2 separate regions of the Arachis hypogaea genome follow, and region 1 is linked to region 2. A link is a contact called in public Hi-C data. All regions are on one chromosome and are shown on one strand. Each heading gives the region's core, a stretch centred on a gene start, on an enhancer-like site or on the middle of the called end of the contact. The rest is flanking DNA. Distances are from core to core; before and after follow the strand shown. Region 1 holds the start of LOC112706284 (auxin-responsive protein IAA8). Region 2 has its middle 7.7 kb from the start of LOC112706283.

Region 1 (5,933 bases), core at 2,082-4,581, 46 kb before region 2:
CATGCTGTCATTTTAAATCACAAAAGCACACAAATCAAAATTTACACACTACATATCATATCCTCCTTCAACCACATCATTAATTAACTCACAAATACTCAAGTCTTAAGGGGTTATAAGAGTTGAAAATCATATGATAAAAAACGGCTTAGTTAATATATAAAATGCCGTGAAGAACACATCAAACACACACATAATGAACATTAACACAAATATTAAGATAGCTTAGTATTATAATCTCTCCCTGGCCAAAATGTCTTTGGTTATGATGGATTCTGTTGTTGTTGCCATGTCTAGTTCCTGCTCTTGCTTTTTTCAACATCCCTTGGAGCTGCAAGCTGACACAAAAAGGGGAAACTCGAATAAGATATGCTGGGATTCGAAGCCAAGTACCCATAACATATGCTGGGATTCCCTTGAATCTTATGTTTATAGATAGTTTGAAAAATACTAACCAAGGCCAATTGCTTCTGAACTCTTCATGATCCTCAGCCTTCGGCATGTTTCGATAAACATCCTGCAAAGATAAAGGGTTGAAGTTACTTTGAAGACGAACAAATAATGTAAAATGTAAATTTGTATCTCAGATGAGTTTTCAATGCCTATAAGAAAACAAGTGCATGAAAGAATTAGAACTTACTCCCATGGAACATCACCCACAAGCATCCAATCATTATCTTTGTCTTCATAGGTAAGAACATATTCCGACCCATGAAGAAGATCCTTCAGCTTGGTTTCATTCAGCAACTCCTTTCCCAGAGTCCCATAAGATCCGCATTGACCTGAAATCATACCGAAACAAGCAGTAACTGGATCCAGGCAAACTGACCATAAATTACTTAAAGACTAAGTTTTCTTGCATCAAACGAATTCTTCCTTACTTATAGTAAAACCGCGGAACATCTTCTCTAGAGCAGAACATAGTTCCGGGTATGTAGAGTAATTCTTCAAGTCTACTTTCCTTAAATAGGGAGCACCCTCCAAGCTGACCTTGACAAACAGTGGACCGGACCCCGGTTGTCCATCTACTTCTTCTGTGTTTTTCGAATTAGTTGCCAGTGAATTCTTCCTAAATGACCTTAGGGGAGGCCACCCCACGACCTGAGCCCTGTCGCACGAGGAATATCAGAATTCAGAAATCATTTCCACAGTTATGCTCAAACTTAATGTGATCGGTTCGAGTATTCTACTTACTTGGTAGCTGGTGCACTGCTATTATTATTCGCAGAACCATTAAGACTGGGTCTGGTCTCATTGAAAGCATGAGGCTTCTCGACCCCAACCTTTGTAGTCGATACTTCTTTCATTTTGGCTTGTTGAACCCCAAGACTCTCAAGCAGAGAACCAGGTTTTAATCCCAAGTTAGAAGAAGGCCTCGGCGACAGAATTGTATTCACTTCTGAATTAGATAAAAAATTCCCCTGCATGATAGATCGGCGACTCAGTATCTCGCTTAGCAGTATCTCACTTCGAGCAGATAAAAAGCTATGATCAGAGCATGTTACAGTCTTACACATACTAAAAACAAGATTTCAACCAAGCAAGTTCTTTTAAGATTACTTTAAGTACCCAAAGATCATAGTTAAAAAGGATATTTCCTCAGACTAAATTGACATTTACCTTCTGGAACCCATTCATTACATCTAAGAATCCTCTTTTGCTACCCAAAACAGCAGCCTTTGCAGGGGAATGATGATGATCATCGGTCGAGGGGCACAGGGGGAAAAGTGGTTTCTCATCAAACTGAGTTGAGCTTCTTAAGCAATGATCAGAATCTCTCTCAGGAGACTGAGATCCCGGGAGACCAAGCCTGAGTTCAGTAGCTTTCAGGTTCAGATTACTTTTATGCTCGTCCGGTAAGGGCGAAACCGAGCTGTCAGCAGAAGAACAACCAGACAATTCCATGTAGTTTCGCACTTTCAACTCGGAGCTCTCGATGCGAGCACATTCCATGGCAGTCGACGAAACCAACAAAGTGACATTGCTTTTGCCCTCCTCCTCCCCCACTATGCTAAATACCGGCAGTGACATCAAAATTCAAACCAAGAAGTTCCCAAATTTTGTGTTTTCCCTATCAAACAACAAAAACAGCATTTGAAATGGTTCATGAAACAAACAGAATAACAGATCATTTTGACTAAACAGAATCTTGCACCACACTCCACGGCCTTCAAACTTATCAATCAAACAGAGAAAACAATACATTGAAACACAGCTTTCCCACAATATTCATAAGCAACCTCAATGTCATAAATTCCAATAACACATTAAAAATTGAATCATACCTTTGCTCAAATTTTCTTTGCTTTGATCCAAAGAAGCTCCAAATGAACAACAATAGCCAAGTACAAATTCCTAAATTGCAATAAGGCAAAGTTAGGAACTTTATATACCCAATGAAAACAAATAAATATAAGACAATTAAAAAGAAAATGAGAATCGCCATTCATTGCTGCAAAGACTCACAGATAGAATGATAGATACACATATTAAGTAATAATTACTTTTCGGTGGAAAAAGTTACAAGACAAAGTTCTAAAAATAACCCAAGGGGAATAAAATTAAAAACATAGTACAAAACAAGCTGTAATAAATATAATAATAATAAATTTAAAAAAATTCACATGAAAATTTATGAGTCAGAGTCTTTCACTCTTGGCTGAGTCATCTTCCATCAAAGCACATTTCAGTAGATAGACGAAAAACAAAAAGCAGATTTTTTTTCAATTTCATTTTTTGAAAATAAAATAAAATAAAATCATCCAGAAGTGAAGATAACAAACACGGACTCAGTTTGGTTTTGGTCAGAAAATAAAAAGGGAAAGTGAAGAAGAAAAGTTGAAAAAAAAAAAAAAAAACAGAAACTAGTGAGCACTACTTTGTGTTAATAATGCACTGAAAGAAAAAGAAAAAAAAAAGAGTTTTTTGAGAGTTTTCTCATCCATTACTGGAACAAAAATAGGAATTAAGAAAAAGTGGAATAAAGATGCATGTCCCAGTTGAAAGCAAAAAAGGGGAAAAGCAAAGGGACACAGAGAATTGCAGAAGGGTTTCAATGAAAAGTCCATGAAGCAACATAAGAAATTAAAATGAAACAAAAAAAAAAACTTAGGAGTTTTACTTACTCGTGTTGAAGAATAATGAGAAGATCAGAAAGAGTGAAGAAGAAGAAGAAGAAGAAGAAGAAGGGTGTTAGGGTAATATTGAAAGAGAGAGTGGAAGAAGAGAGAACTAAGGACCCTCCATTGGGGAATAAAGTTACAAGAGCTTATTTTTGGTGTCTCATGTCAATGAAGAAGCACCATGCATTTAATTAAATAAAAAAACATTCAGAGTTTGTTTGAAACCATTTATCATAAGAAAAATAATTCTATTTTTTTTTAAAAAAATATTTTTGTTTGAAATTTAATTTTATAATTTAGAATAATTATAATATATTAATAGAATATAATTTAAATTTAAAAAATGTGTGCGTAGATTTAGAAATCAGACTCCTTCTAATTTAATTTACAAATAAAGAAAAAATAAAATTTTGAATTACTAAAAAATTTAAATTATTTATTTTTTAGTTATTCTAAAATAAAATAAAAAATTCAACTCTCGAGTAAATTCTAATTTCTAGCATTCTAAACAAGTTCTTATAATAATTACATACCAAAAAACAGCGATTAAATTCTTATTAATATAAAATATATGTTAAAATATAAAATTTATATTAAAATAAATTAAATAATAAAAAAATAAAAATAATTTTTTTGTTTTTTATTTAAAAAATAAATAAATTCTATATTTTTTATTTTTTGAAATATGAGATATTTAAATCTTTTTAGAGAATCAATTTATGTTTATATATTTTAGATAGAAAAATTTAAATATCTTATATTTTAAAAATTAAAAACATTTTTTATATTTTTAATTAGTTTAAAATTCATATCTCTTTGAATTAAAAAAATTAAGAATTTATTTATTTTTTAAATAATATATACATAATAATTAATTTTAATATATAGATATAACTTTTGATAAAAGAATATTAAAAATAATATTTTTTAGAAATATTAGTTAATCTTTTATATTAGTATTTTTTATTCTATTAAAATTTATAATTTTTAAATAAAAAAATGTTTGTTAACTAAATTTAAAAAAAATAATAAATTTTATTCGCTGCGTAATATTGCTCTTAAATAAGATTATATATTTATATTTATATCACCTACCATCACTTCTCTTTCTGTGTAATTAATTTATAATATCTTTTAATGTAATGTGGATTATACATTTATGGTAGATGGTCACATAAATAAATGAAGAGTTTTATTGATGGGTCGTTAGATGATCATCACATGAAATATCTTATCTTATTTTTGTTAATTTTAAAATAAAATTAGGTCATTCCTTTCATTTTATTTTATGCATGTCAAAATCTATTTACTTTGTCGCACGTTTTTATAATAATATTTTGTCGATTGATTTGTTTTTTTATTTTTCACGGTATTTCTCAATTCGACAGATTAAAATTTAAGCGAATTAGTGAGCTAACCACTAAACCAACTCAATTTGATTTGTCAAAATCTATTTTTATGGCAGTGGCTTTTTCTTACTCGAAGTCGTAGATCATATTTGTTTAGCACAGAATATTGAGATATAGACACTAGGCACGGATCTAAAAAAAAAAGGTAAATAGTGGCCTTAGTTTTTTTAAGGTTTTGAAGAAGTATATACATGGAATATGTACGTGATAAAATAAAATATATTTAGTAATTTTATATGTAATTATTTTAATAATATGATAGATTAAGGTTTTAATTATTTTTTAATATTTTTATTTAATTAACTTTATATTATATACTCAAATTTTTATATTTTTTAAATTAATTTTTATATACTTATCTTTATGAATATAATGATTAGATTTTTTCAAGTAAATAAAATAAAATTTAGCAAAGTATATAATTTATAGTTTTTTTTATCAAAATGTACTCTATTTCTTATTTCGTTTATAGTATAAATAAAATAAGAGATAAGGTACATTTTATTAAAAATGTTATAAATTACATATTTTGGTAAATAAAATTCTATAATAATTTACATCATTTTATTTTAATAATTGTATTGTTTATTTTAGTTTTTATTTTTAATAGAAATTGCTAATTTTTTTTCTAATCTTATATTATTGAAAAAATTTATATTTTTTATGATAATTTATTTCGATTATAGTTTTATTTTGAGAGTTCTATTTTATATTCTATAAAAATACTAGTACCTTTGAGATGATTAATAATTTATAATTTATTTTTAAATTTTTGAAATTTTTAAAAGAACTAATCTTAATTAAAGAGATATGTAATAACTTCTTAACTAAACATACCATAAAAATATTAGTATCTTATAATTTTATAGAATATTATTGATATTGTTATTTTTTATGTAATTCTCATATCAAAAATAAAATTATTAAAAAAATCTATATTTTTTTATATATATTGCTAAAAATTAAAAAAAGAGCAATTCAGTAATTACATATCATGCATAAATTATTTTTATATAATAAAAAATACAAAAATAATTAAAAAATTTTGTATAAAATCCGAGCTCCGTATATCAGAATTTTTATATAAATACAAAGATATATAATTATATTTGAGTTTTTGACAGATGAAATATAAATAAAGACATTATATTCTGATATACTAAATTAAGGACAATTTACCTAAATAAAATGGTTGGGAGAAATCTTTACTCAAATATAACATGATACGAAAATAAAAGGATAAATAAGATAAGAATTGAAATTAGATAAAAAAATATATTGAAATTGAAATAGAAACAAAAATGATAGATTGAAATTGAGTACAAAGAGAATCACTCTACTTTTACCCAATTTCTTGACACAACAAAAAAGGGACTCCTCAACCTAACTTGTCAACGCCATG
Region 2 (6,059 bases), core at 1,540-4,039:
AAAATGATAGTATAAAATTATAGATGAATTCTGTCATACTCTCTCTAAAATAAAGGATAAATTACTCCTTGATATATATATATATATATATATATATATATATTAAAAGTGATTCACCAGATGAGTTTTATAAAGTGAAATAGATCTTTACGAATGCAATTGATGATGATAAAAGTCATAAAGACATTTGGAAAGATTCTTGATACGTGAGCATCTTTCCTATCTTTTCCTAATGAATTAGCATTTGAATTTGTTAAGTTTGATCAAGATTTAAGTATTTTTGAGCCACTATGAATGCTATTTTGAGTTGTGTGCAATTTGGTTTATTTTAAGTAGCATTCGGATGTATTTGACGGAATTTTGTAGCAGAAAAGGAAGAAAGCAAATGATGCAGTCAACCCCGACCTCCTTGCACTCAAACAAGAATAACTTGAGTTACAAAGATCCAATTAACGTGATTCCAACGGCATTGAAAAGCTAACTTTCAGGACTTTTCAACGATGTATAATAGTTCACACTTCTTTTCCAGTATTCTCGGCCTCCTCCACGCTGAACTTGAGCTTTTTCAAGTTCAGCGTGGAGTCCAACGCACTCATGAGAATCACATATCATCCATGCTGAACTTGAGAATTCCCAAGTTCAGCGTGGACCTTAATGAATCAAGTGGTCCCATGTACGTTCATAGGCTGCACGCAGAATTTACTTAATTTTTTATTAAACTTTTATTTTATTTATAATTAGGAAAAGATATTATTTAGTTTAAAAAATATATTTTACATTAATTAGAATTAGATATAAAAGGGAAAAGAATCAGCTCTTCGTACCTCTCTTCTCTCATACCTCATTCCGCAATTTACAGTTTACCAGAAGTCTAGTTTTCTCTTCGAACCATGAGCAACTAAACCTCCACTGTTAAAGTTAGGAGCTCTGTCTATTATATGGATTGATACTATTACTTTTCTATTTTAATTTATGTACTGATTTATAATTCAAGAATTGTTCTTGTTCTTTATTTTATGAATTTGGGTGGAACAGAAGTATGACCCTTGTTCTAATTGAGTTCTTGTATAACTTGAAAAATCTCTTTACTTGAACAACAGCTTGAAAACATATTCTCCTAAATTTCTAATTATCTAGACTTAACGGGATATGTGACATATAATCCTCTTATATTTGGGTAATTAGGATTTTTGTGGCATATAACTAGAATTGAACTTCACCCTCTAATTGGAATTAAATGACCAATAAATTGGCTGTTGATGAATCTTAGAGGAGACTAAAGAGGTCTAAAGAATTAGGGTTTAGTCAGATATAGTTTGCCATGAATTAAATCTTGCATGATTAAAATAGTTAGTAAGAAAAGTCAATCAGAAAAATAGATATCTCTGAAGCTTTAACCGATTTCTCCATATATTATTCACAACCCATTTACTGCTTGCTTTATTAATTCTCTAATTTACTGTTTAATACAATTGAAACCCAAACACTCTTTTCTACTTGTCTAACTAAGTAAATCACTCAATCATTGTTGCTTAGTCCATCAATCCTCGTGGGATCGACTCTCACTCACCTGAGGTATTACTTGGTACGACCCGGTGCACTTGGCGGTTAGTTTGTGGGTTATAAATTTCGCACCAATTCTTCAGATCCTCAAGTCATAAACACAATTAAAGACATTGTTGTTGATGATGTCAAATACAAGTTTCAAGGGATGGTAGATTCGTATCCTCATTAGATTAAAAACATTGTTGTCGATGAGGTGGAGATGAAGTCAAATTCAATTACAGACAATAGGATTTACAAGATGAGGTGATAATTATGCACAAGAATTTAATCACTTTTATTGGACAAAAGTTTTACGAATAGTGAACTCCGAGAATGTTATCACCATTTAGAAGAGGGTGGAGAAGTGCGGTGAGTGTACACTGAGGTTGGAAAGGAGTTGTGCCTATATAGCAGAGATTCTCCGTACCTTGATAGCATGAATGTTGCCACGTGTAACGAGCTAAATACATGTGTAACTTGTTGATAGGTTTGTGAGTTCATCACAAAAAGATTTTTCCGACGATGACAGTCACCATCACCACCATAAACTGGTGGTGCTAAACTAAATTTAAATAATCACAAAAAAAGAAAAAAATAAAAAATATATACCTAATTATAATGATTAATATTCAACTTAATTATAATTATAAATATTATGTATCATAATTTATCGTTGATTTTAGAGAGGATATAGTAACATAGACCAAAATTATAGACCAAAATTATACCGTGGAATTAAACTCATACATACAAATAAGGTGTTTGCTGTGGTGTCTAAAAAATATTGTCTAATTATTAAAATATGTAAAATAATTAATTTTAAATTTAAAAGTATAAAAGTTAAAAACTTTTAAATATTTTAAAATTACTATAAAAAGTAATTTAGGCAAAAGTTAGACACCAAACAAAAAATACTATAAAATTAGCCTACAAATAAAGAAATAGATCCTCTCTATTTTTTTTGTCATTAAAGAGAATAAAATATAATCTCTCACCTTTAATTCTATAAATGAGACTAAAAATAAATAAAAAAAAATATAATAAAGAGTGAAATTTTTCACTAAATACTATCTATTTTTTTTTTTCACTGGAGTGGATCCACTCCCTGCCCTTTGGTTTTAAATTGGAAACGAGTGTTGAGGCTTAAGGGGGACAAAGAAAAAGTAAGAGGTGGCTAAATAATGTGATTAGGGGGACAAGAAAGTGGGTTTTCTTTGTGGGGTTGCTCGGTTCAGAGCGTGACAGTTAACTCTATCACCATGAAATCTTGGAGTATGCTCCACGCGCTTATAATTCGGCGTCTTTTGCACCACCCAACCGTAATTGCCAGAATTGCCATTTTCGGTAGCATTATTTCAACTCATTCATCATTCATTCGACTCCACCATTTTTTTTTAAACACTCTACGACTCTCCGCTTAATACTTAACTATGAAATTACTATAGTCACAAAAAAAAAAAAACTATGAAAACTATTTCGTATAAATTTTTCTTATGAAATTGGATATTCAGGTAAAAGAATTTTATGTTTATAACGTATACAAGTCAGGGTTCATTTTTAAACGTTTTTTTTTCCTAAGTCAAACTATTACATTTTTGTTAATTAAATAAATTTTAATTTTTTATTTATTATATTTAATATTAATCGTTTAAATTTAAAATTTAATCTTTTTTGTTTTTCTTATTTTATATTTAATAACAAGTTAATTTTAAAAAAGCCATGGACTTCTTATTTTTCCTAAAATACATTAATATTTACTGCAAGTGAGTCTCTATATTATCTTTTAAAAAGTTGTAAAAATTAATGATTAGTTATTTTTAATAAAAGTAGAAGGATTTAAAGTATGAATTGTATGAAAATTTAATAAATAAAAGACTAATCTATTTTGCTAATGAGTTATAACTCAAATGGCATAACTTTCTCATACTCACACAAGAAGTCGCGAGTTCAATTCTTCCTATTTTTGGTAAAAAAAAAAGACTAATTTACTTTTCTATTTTGTTAGGGATTAATTTATCCTAAATAGACACAATTTTATACGTTTTATTCTATTTATTAAAAAAATATTTAAATTATAAAGATTAGGGAAGTTAATTATTGAAAAAGAAACATTAAGAAGCTACTATTTAAAAAAATATTTACTCAGTATTTTATAACAATTCACTAATATACATAGTAGATTAAAATAACTAACTTAAAACGTAAATAAAAAATACTAGTTGAACAAATTATTTTATAACCAAGTTTAACCAAATATTTTTCTTTTTTTTGTGCGTCTTCTCTTTTTTCTTCAGCTAATTTTTATTGTGTCAATAAATTATTAAATCTATTTAGTTAAACTTAATTACTAAAATAATTTGGATATGCAATATCAGTATATATTTTTGTTATCCATATAAATAAAATAACAGTATTGTCCTAATATAACTTTGTTTACATATTTATCATCTTTTAATTAATTTATGTAAATCTTTATAAATCATGCTAGACTCAAAATTGAGACTTGAAACTTGCCACTATACTCTTAAAAAAAAAATTTAGACAAATGATAAAATATACAAAAATATCTAATTAACGATAAATAAAATTAAAAACACAATTTTGTCATCCGAACTTTTTTTTTCTCAAAATCTTTCTGTTTAAAGGAAAGAAAATTTTTTGGTGGGATTATTTTCATTTTCTTTTTGGCACTATTTGTTGTTAAGTGATGCATGTATTGATGCGTATATTATAAGCTGCTCGTTTTTATGGTGACGCCACTATCACGCCATTCTCATGCCTCTCTCACTCTTTCCCTTTTTTTTTTCTAACTCTACTTGGGCCTCTCTCTCCTCATCAATCATGCCCAATTACATGAAAATATGGTTTATCAATTCAAATCAATTTACGTTGCTCAAATGGTTAGTTAATTTTTTAATTTACTTAAATACGTGTTAAAGATTCAAATTTGACTCTCTATATAAAATTCTATTGGATATTAATAAATCCTTAAATGAAGCCAACAATCATCCATCCCTCAACGAAAAAAAAATAGATAGATATGTTAAGTACATATATTTTGAGTTTTTTTAACGTTTTATTTTTATGTTTGGCAACATTTCTATGCTGTAAACATAGAAACAATTTTTATTTTCAATTCACGTTCTACTAAAAACTAAAAATTTTAGCTTTTTCATTCACTTTTTTACGTTAGGTTGAGCTTTATTCTATGTACCAATTATATCTTTTATTATTCATATATTTGTTTTTTTTATAATACTTTTTTTTAATATTCTCTTATGTATATTATTTTTTTTTTATAAAATTTCTGTTTTTTTTTATATGAGTTCTTTTACTATGATTGTTATTTCTTTTTTGTATGGAATATTTTTTTATTTTGTATTATGATTTTATTAATTTTATGAGAGTACTAAAGAATATTAAAATTTATTTAAATATTTAAAATAAAATTATAAGATAACATAAAATAATTATTTAAATTCATGTTCTTTTCTGTAATTTTTTATCTAAAAGTGATTTTGAATAATGTAATCCAAACAATACTTAGTTTACTATAATTCATTTTGAATAAAAATTACTAAACATAAATCGGGTTAATACTAACTTACTTTTGATCAAAATCAATTCTACAAAATCAATTTTATACAAATTTTTGTTTGCAAACGATAATCCAAACACACACTAAATCATTAGAAAAATCAAATGTAAATGCACGTTAAGTGAAGTGAATGCGCAGAAACTATGACTTCTTAGCTTCAGGTAAACGTGCATTTTAGGCAGTGTTCAAAAAATTTAAATATATATATATTTTTTTTAATGCTAAACCAAACACATCTTAACATATAACAGATTGGAGCTTCATTTAAGGATTTGTTACTAGTCAATGGGTTATTGTATATACAAAGACAGATTCGAATCCTTAACACATACTTAAACAAATTAGTGAGTTAAGCATTAGAACAACTCAATTTAGTTAAGATATTTTATTTTATTTATTCAAAATAAGATATTTTATTTGTCAGAATAAGTGTTGGTTAAATTAGAACTTTGTTTTAATATTGTTCTTGTTTTTGTTCTGAATATATTGTTTTTTTTTTTTGGACAGGATTGTTAAGTTTCCATTTATAAAAAAGTTTGCTTCTTGGGCCTAAGTCATCATAGAATTTTGGGTGGACCAAACAAAGCTTCAAACTACAGAACTGATCCGCTGTTTGTTGTTGTTGCTTTTTTTCGTTTGTATTTTATGAAAGGCGGGCCTTTTTACGAGAAAACGTATTATCCCCTTATTTGGTGAAAATAGGTTGTCCTCCAATACCTAAAAAAACAGCTTATGCCTTCTTAGTCATGGTTTCATACTCTGTTAGTGATAAGATCCTTGTTATAGGAGGCAGTTCAAATACCAAAAATTAAAAGAAAAAAGAATCCATGTTTTTGGTAGATGACAAGTGATCGGTTCAAAATTAGGTACATACTACAATGGAAAAGAAAAATGGCAAAAAGAATTATGATTTTCT

The links. Hi-C and Micro-C count contacts between places; a contact is called where the count stands out from the background.
Region 1: a Hi-C map of an unstated tissue shows a contact between it and region 2, with 4 times the contacts expected there. The contact joins the promoter of LOC112706284 here to the enhancer-like site in region 2. A contact is called at or near these places in 3 of 8 Hi-C or Micro-C datasets (leaf and an unstated tissue).

The regions. Positions count from the first base shown.
Region 1 is chr8:15,447,227-15,453,159 of arahy.Tifrunner.gnm2.J5K5, reverse strand. It overlaps LOC112706284 (auxin-responsive protein IAA8), which reads right to left and starts at 3,331. Exons shown (of 8, transcript XM_025757509.3): 1 at 3,126-3,331; 2 at 2,286-2,355; 3 at 1,621-2,071; 4 at 1,195-1,421; 5 at 882-1,108; 6 at 641-782; 7 at 456-517; 8 at 59-338. The coding sequence starts at 2,031. The coding sequence ends at 316.
Region 2 is chr8:15,400,456-15,406,514 of arahy.Tifrunner.gnm2.J5K5, reverse strand. No RefSeq gene overlaps it. Among protein-coding and RNA genes, the nearest start is that of LOC112706283, 7.7 kb to the right of the region's middle. Within about 2 kb of position 2,789, at least 3 of the 3 cell types and tissues checked have open chromatin away from gene starts, as enhancers often do.